2 separate regions of the Gossypium hirsutum genome follow, and region 2 is linked to region 1. Evidence: chromatin contacts called from public Hi-C data. All regions are on one chromosome and are shown on one strand. The core of a region is the stretch at or near the end of the contact, and the rest is flanking DNA. Distances in the headings are between cores, read along the strand shown.

Region 1 (3,505 bases), core at 102-2,601:
GTTTACATTTTGGTGTAAATTCTTGTAGGTATCAATTTCACTGATACATTTGGTCTATTGGTTTGTACCGATACGTTTCAGCTTGTAATGCTCGTATTAGATCATACAATATTTTAAAATTTTAAACTATTTTTTATTTTTTATCTTAATTATTTTTATAATTACATTAAAAAATAAAATATAATAATTTAATTAAGTTGTTGAACATAATTAATAATTTTAAAATTAATATTTTCATATAAATATATTTATATGTTTATAATTGAAATATGTTTACATGTACAAAAGAAATATTAAAAATACTAATAAACATGAAATGATACATCGAAATATAAAAATACAAATATGTAATTGTATCAAAACAAAAAAACCATATGTCCATCTATATGTTAGGAGAGTTGCTCTCCTAAGATAATTTTTTTTTTAAAAAAAACTCCTAAGATAATTTTTAAAAATAAAAAATCAATCTTATTCTTATACAATTTTTTTTAACTTTATCAATAACCATTAATTTATTTTTTTTAAAAACCACTTATATAATGAATGTTTAATAGGTAGTCTTATTAGAAAATTTTAAAGAGAGTAAATAATGATAAAATTATTTGAATGAGATGACGTTATCTTAATTAACTAACATCAATTTATAGAATTATGCTTTGTTAATTTTTAAATATAATTATGCATTATTAATATATTTAAATATATCAAGTTTAAAAAAATCATTTTAATCATTCATTTAATTTTTCGCTTATTTTAATCTTTAAACTTGCTTTGTTTGTCAAATTATCCTAAAATGAAGAGAAAGTTAACGTTAACTTTTGTGACATGACATTCAAATAGATTGTCGCTTGAATGTCACATTAGTAATTAATTGATTATTTAATATATTTAAAAATTCATGAAAAAATATTTTAAAATATTTAAAATTATTTAAAAATTATAAAAATTATTTAAAAATATAATTAATTGCTAATGTGGACTACATGTGGATGCCACATCAGTAAAATTAATAAACGTTAACTTTTCCATCTATTTTGAGATAATTTGATAAGCAACGTAAGTTAAAGAGTTGAAAGAAGCAAAAAATTAAATAAAGGGTTAAAATAATTTACCTTATAAAGTTAGAGGATCAAACAAGAATTATCCCTAAATTTAATGCAACTTCTTTTACTTGTAAAGGATTGATATAATTGGACCCAACATCAACGTGAAAGAGAACTTGAATGTACAAAATATTGATACAAGATCCAATCTCTGCCCTCCAATTTCGTCGTCCAGAAATAGTCAAATTTTAAAGGGTCAAGATTGTTTGAAAAAATTTGTGACGAGAAGCAGGAGATAATACAATATGGGGGTGGAGAAAAGCAGGGGAAGAGCCAAACACCGAAAAGGGCGGGGAATCGCGAGTGATTAAGAGCGAATCAAACGATTCGTCTTTCAGTCCTATAAATAATATCCCATTTCTCCCTTCACTTCAATTCCCTCTCCTCTCTTCCTCTTTCCATTTTCAATCTCTTCTTTCAGATCTCATTGAAAGGTACCGCTCCCTTTCCTTTCTCTCTTTCTTTTTCCTTCACAATAAAATGCTTTGAACAGATCGATTTGAATATTATCATGATTTCCTTTTTTTATTATAAATGGAAGTGGGATTCATTTCGTTTGAGAATGAGCTTTTTTTTCTTTAATAATTAAACTCTTGATTCTGTTTTTGTTCATCAGATTTGTGAAATTAAGGATAATATTTGGTTCATCTATAAAAGTTGTAGCTTTCGAATGCTACTGATCTCTCTATGTTTTGTTATGTCCATAAATTGCTCGATTTCATAAATCCCTAGGTAACTAATGTTGAATTGTTCTTTTTGGTTGCTTTGCTCCCCCCCCCCCAACCTAAAAACAAGAATGTAATTTGGATGCAAAAGTTGATTATATGTTGAAATAAATTGTATTTTTTTTTTGTTTCGTGAATAATAATCATTTTTATTGTCTTTGTAGTTTAATTGTATATTTAATCTTTTACTCTAACATGAAAATAAAATTTATTCTCAGAAACTTTTGATAATGTAGAAAGCAAGTATATTTACAATGAAATAATGCTTTAATTTGTCATAGAGTGAAATTTTGAAGTTGAATTCAAGTCTGATGAGGATATTTGCTTCTTTTTTTAGATTTTATTACCATAAGACTTTGAGGTGTGGTCTGTTAAATTTGTTGTTTTTCAACTAAAATTTTCACTTTAAGGAGCATTAATTTAGTGCCTTATGATGTGGTCAAAGTCGATATGGACACCTTCCTATTCACTTCCGAATCTGTCAATGAAGGCCACCCCGACAAGATTTGCGACCAGGTTTCAGATGCTATTCTTGATGCATGCCTAGAACAAGACCCAGAAAGCAAAGTAGCTTGTGAAACTTGTACCAAGACAAACATGGTTATGGTCTTTGGCGAGATCACAACCAAGGCTAAAGTTGACTATGAGAAAATCGTTCGTGATACTTGCAGAGGTATAGGGTTCATATCAGCTGATGTTGGCCTTGATGCTGACAACTGCAAAGTTCTAGTTAACATTGAGCAACAGAGCCCTGATATTGCTCAAGGAGTTCATGGTCACCTCACCAAGAAGCCTGAGGAAATTGGGGCTGGTGACCAGGGTCACATGTTCGGTTATGCCACTGATGAAACCCCTGAGTTTATGCCTCTAACCCATGTGCTTGCAACCAAGCTCGGCGCCAGGCTCACTGAAGTGAGGAAGAACAAGACATGCCCATGGTTGAGGCCTGACGGTAAAACCCAAGTGACTGTTGAGTATCTTAATGAGGGTGGAGCCATGGTCCCCATTCGTGTTCACACAATTCTCATTTCAACCCAACATGATGAGACTGTCACCAATGAGAAGATCCATGCAGATTTGAAAGAACATGTTATTAAGCCTGTTATTCCTGCGAAGTATCTCGATGACAAAACCATTTTCCATCTCAACCCATCTGGTAGGTTTGTAATCGGTGGACCACATGGAGATGCAGGACTCACTGGCCGAAAGATAATTATTGATACCTATGGTGGGTGGGGTGCTCATGGTGGAGGTGCCTTCTCTGGAAAGGATCCTACAAAGGTGGACCGTAGTGGTGCATACATTGTTAGGCAAGCAGCAAAGAGTGTTGTGGCCTCAGGACTTGCACGCCGCTGTATCGTGCAAGTATCCTATGCAATCGGTGTGCCTGAACCATTGTCGGTATTCGTTGACACATACAAGACAGGCAAGATCCCAGACAAGGATATATTGCAATTGATTAAGGAGAGCTTTGACTTCAGGCCAGGGATGATCTCTATCAATCTTGATTTGAAGAGGGGAGGCAAATTTAGGTACCAAAAGACTGCTGCTTACGGTCATTTTGGACGTGATGACAAAGATTTCACTTGGGAGATTGTCAAGCCTCTTAAACCAAAGGCCTAGCTTGGTTTGGTTACATTAAAATTTCAGCAAATGGTTACTATTGTAGCCATGATT
Region 2 (3,729 bases), core at 21-2,520, 210 kb before region 1:
TAAACATTCCTTAAAACTATAACTATGTCTATCTCAAACACGGACAAAAATTAATCTACAAACTTCTAATTTTCAACTGGAAGAAAAAAAAGAAAAAAAAGAAAAAAAACAATTTTACCAAAGTGAAAACGCGTCCTACAGGGAGCCATTTCACTGCCCTGTAGGATGCGTTTTTATTCTCTCTCCTTAAAACGCACCTTGTATGACGTGTTTTCCTTTTTCTCCAAAAATGGCATAGATCATTAAATTTTCAAAAAAAAAACGGCATAGCTGCTTACTTTTTTTCAGCATATTTAGTTAAATTAACCAATTAACTACATATCATATATCAATTATTATATATAAATAAATTACAAATTTATAAAAATTATTATACAATTATGATATTTTAACCTACCTCGTTTATTAACTATATGTAACATAAACCTTAAATGTACAACTAACCTTATTGTAAATTGTAATGTATACAATTAGTATTATATAATTAAGGTAGATTATTAATAATATGTATCTTTATATACAACTATGTTTTTATAATATTTATTTTTATATTAATAATATGTAAGCTTAAATCCTAAATAAGTGGTAGATTATAATATATATATATACCATAGCGTGGGTTAAGTAATCAAGATATTTCGTATTGTTATAGAACTTTGAATTTGTTTAGAATTATTATATTTTAGTTTTTAGGTATATTTAAGTTGTCGTGAAATTGTTATGCTTAATTTTTTTGAATTGTTATTTAACTACTTTTGTTTATTTACATTTATTTATAGATAATTATCGATAAATTTATTTAAAATTAAATTTTTGTTTGATTTTCTATTATTTTGTGAATTTGGATTCGAATATTCGGCGTATGATTGAAAATTTTAATTTTGGATTTTTTGTGGATTCATTATTTGACGGATAATAATTTTAATTTAGATTCAAATTTAAATAGTAATACTCGAATAATTTACGGATTCAAATTTCTAAATAGATATATGAGTTAAGTTAATACAGAAAGACACAGAAATACAATTTGAAGCCATTCCTACTCCAAATCATCTCAACTTTTTTTATCCTTTGCGTTTGGCATTTGACAATAATGTTTAATTCATGAAAAACAAAAGGAGAAAAAGAATAGAAACATGTATGTTCCCCTTTCACCAGTTGTGCCAAATAGAGTTTTTCCCCAACTACAATATCTTGGTGGGCTTTGGTTATTACAAATTCCGCCAATGGGCCCTATTTTGGGCTTTTCATTTAAACAGAACTGGCGGGCCTGCATGAAAGTTGTCAATCTCATTCAAAAAATAAAACACCCAACATCTCTTCCCCACCTAAACACCTTACCGTTCTTTTATAATGTCTACTCTCTTGGCATCTATAACCTAAAATTTTGTTCTTCTATATGCACAATATTTAAATGTATGTTGATATGACCCAAATGATAGTTTTATATTGTACTGAGAGAGTGTGTGAAAAAGAAGATTATAACAACATATCTTCAAGCGCAACTCCTGATGATGGGTCAAGCTGTCGAGACGATATTGAGCAAAATAGACAAGGCGGAAAACTAAGATTGAATGATGATTTTAGTACTTAAACTTTTCCTATCGCTTTACTTTTAATCTTTTTTAATTACAAATCTTAATCTAAATGTTTTTTTCAGACAAAAACTGTCTGAATTGTTAAAAGTTTAATGAGGGTTATATTATAATCCGGTGATACTTCATGTATACTTTATTCTTAATATTGATCATATTTTCTTAAAAATTATCATTTTTTAATTAGTGGTGTTAAAATTTTAATAGTTCGATTTTTTTTAGACAATCAATTAGACTAAATTTTAAAGGTTTACAATTAAAATGATAAAAAAAATTATCGTAAAAATAATTTTTTTAAAAATTAAGTGTTAATTTTTTTATTATTATGTCAAAATCAATTAAAAAATAGTTGTAAAAATAACATTCATGAGCCATGTAATACCCGAGTTTGGCCCGAGTCTAAAAGGCCCTCAGTAAACAAATAAAAAATAGAGTCCAAATTACAGTGGGCCAATACGGCCCAAACCTAAAATACAGTGACCCATCACAAGCATAGGCCCAAAACAGTATCAAAACAAAAAAAAACCCAGGTTTTCTAGGGTAAGCCTCGCGCCGCAACCAAGTACTTCGCGCCAGCCGCATCCTCGTTCACCTGCACAGCAAGAAAGAAATAGGGCAGTATAGGCAACGAATATGGCAAGAAAATCAAGAAGATCTCAAAATCAAGCAGATACGAATAGATTTTCTTTCCATTTTTTGTTTCATTGTTTGTTATATAAAGCTACTAAATACACTGTAAAACGGATGGAAAAAAAATCAATAAAAAAACACGAGTGTTTTCACAAACAACAGAGAATACCAAGAGTGCACAAAATCAATCAAGAGATTAAAAGGTCGACATTTTATCTCGAACTGTTGTTTTTGTTTTTTTTTTTTGTTTTCTTTATATTTTTTCCTTTGCGTACTATTTAAAAAAATGTATAAAAAAAGGAAAGAAAGAGGTTGCAACAGACCTGATTTTGGATCGCGCGCCGCTGTCGGAGGTTCCTCCGTTCGTCAAAGCCACGAAAGCCCTTTAGGGTTTCGCGCGGATTTGCAATTGGAATTACAGAGGCCGAAAGGCCATTGCTTCTGTGTTTTATTTCTTCTAAAAAATACCCAAATCGGGTTTTATTATTTATTTAAAAAAAGGGAAATACCTGGAGACGCCTTAAATCTGCGCGAAAAGAGCCAATAAGCCCCTTTGGGGTGCGACTCCAACCACCTTCCACGGTGGGATCACGGCAAAGGCGTGGCGGCGTAAAAGCTAGGGTCGAAACCCTAGCAGAGAAATCAAGATTTTTTTATTATTTTTTTATATTTCTCCTACTACAAATGATTTTTTTTGGGGAAAAGTTGGTTTAAATAGGGTAACTAAACGGTACCGTTTTAGGAGCGGTTTTAAGTGTTAAAAACGGCGTCGTTTTGGATAATCCGACCCGACTTGGCCTAGGATCCGCGTGTTTTTATGCGGAGGGGCAAATTGCGCCTTTAGCCCCTCCGTGTTTTAATGTTTTTATTAAGTTTTTTTATTTTTAAAAATTCGCTCTTTAATTTATTTCCAATTTCAATTTGGTCCTGATGGAACGACGCCGTTTAGGGGAAAAGGGAAAATTTCTCCTTCAATCCCTCCATGATTATTCGCGCGTTCAATGTGGTCCTTTGGGTTTTATTTATTTTCGAATTTGCCCCAGATTTTTCATCTTCAGTTCAGTTTAGTCCCTTTTTTTTATATTTTTTAAATTTAATTAATTTCGATAATGTATTTATTATTTAATCATTTTTTAAATCTATATGTATATATTTATTTTTTTATATGGTCATGTATATACATTTATTTTTTTAATGAATGTTCTTTTATATATATACATATATACATCAATATATTTTATTTTCGAAAATGTTGAACTACCTACTTATATTCTTAACACATATTTTATAATTTATGTATATATGTATATATTTATATTTTTTTCTTCATTTTCATAAATGCATTATGTGCTTTATATATATAAATTTTATAACCCAAAATTTTATGTGTAAATTATCTTTATGTTTTTTTATTTTTCATAATTTCAAATGTATATATATATTTGAACATTTTATTCTTTATATTTTTGTTTATTTGCTTCATTCGTTTATTGATTTAGGTTTT

Evidence for each region. A called contact is a pair of places that touch in the nucleus more often than the background predicts.
Region 2: a Hi-C map of leaf shows a contact between it and region 1, with 2.7 times the contacts expected there. The contact joins the enhancer-like site here to the promoter of LOC107899476 in region 1. A contact is called at or near these places in 2 of 34 Hi-C or Micro-C datasets (both in leaf).

Annotation. Positions count from the first base shown.
Region 1 is chrD04:41,151,327-41,154,831 of Gossypium_hirsutum_v2.1, reverse strand. It overlaps LOC107899476 (S-adenosylmethionine synthase 3), which reads left to right and starts at 1,351. Exons shown (of 2, transcript XM_016825199.2): 1 at 1,351-1,537; 2 at 2,239-3,505. The coding sequence starts at 2,279. The coding sequence ends at 3,451.
Region 2 is chrD04:41,362,767-41,366,495 of Gossypium_hirsutum_v2.1, reverse strand. No RefSeq gene overlaps it. Among protein-coding and RNA genes, the nearest start is that of LOC121216029, 41 kb to the left of the region's middle. Within about 2 kb of position 1,270, at least 1 of the 9 cell types and tissues checked has an H3K27ac peak or open chromatin away from gene starts, as enhancers often do. A contact at or near this core is called in leaf, where this site is marked.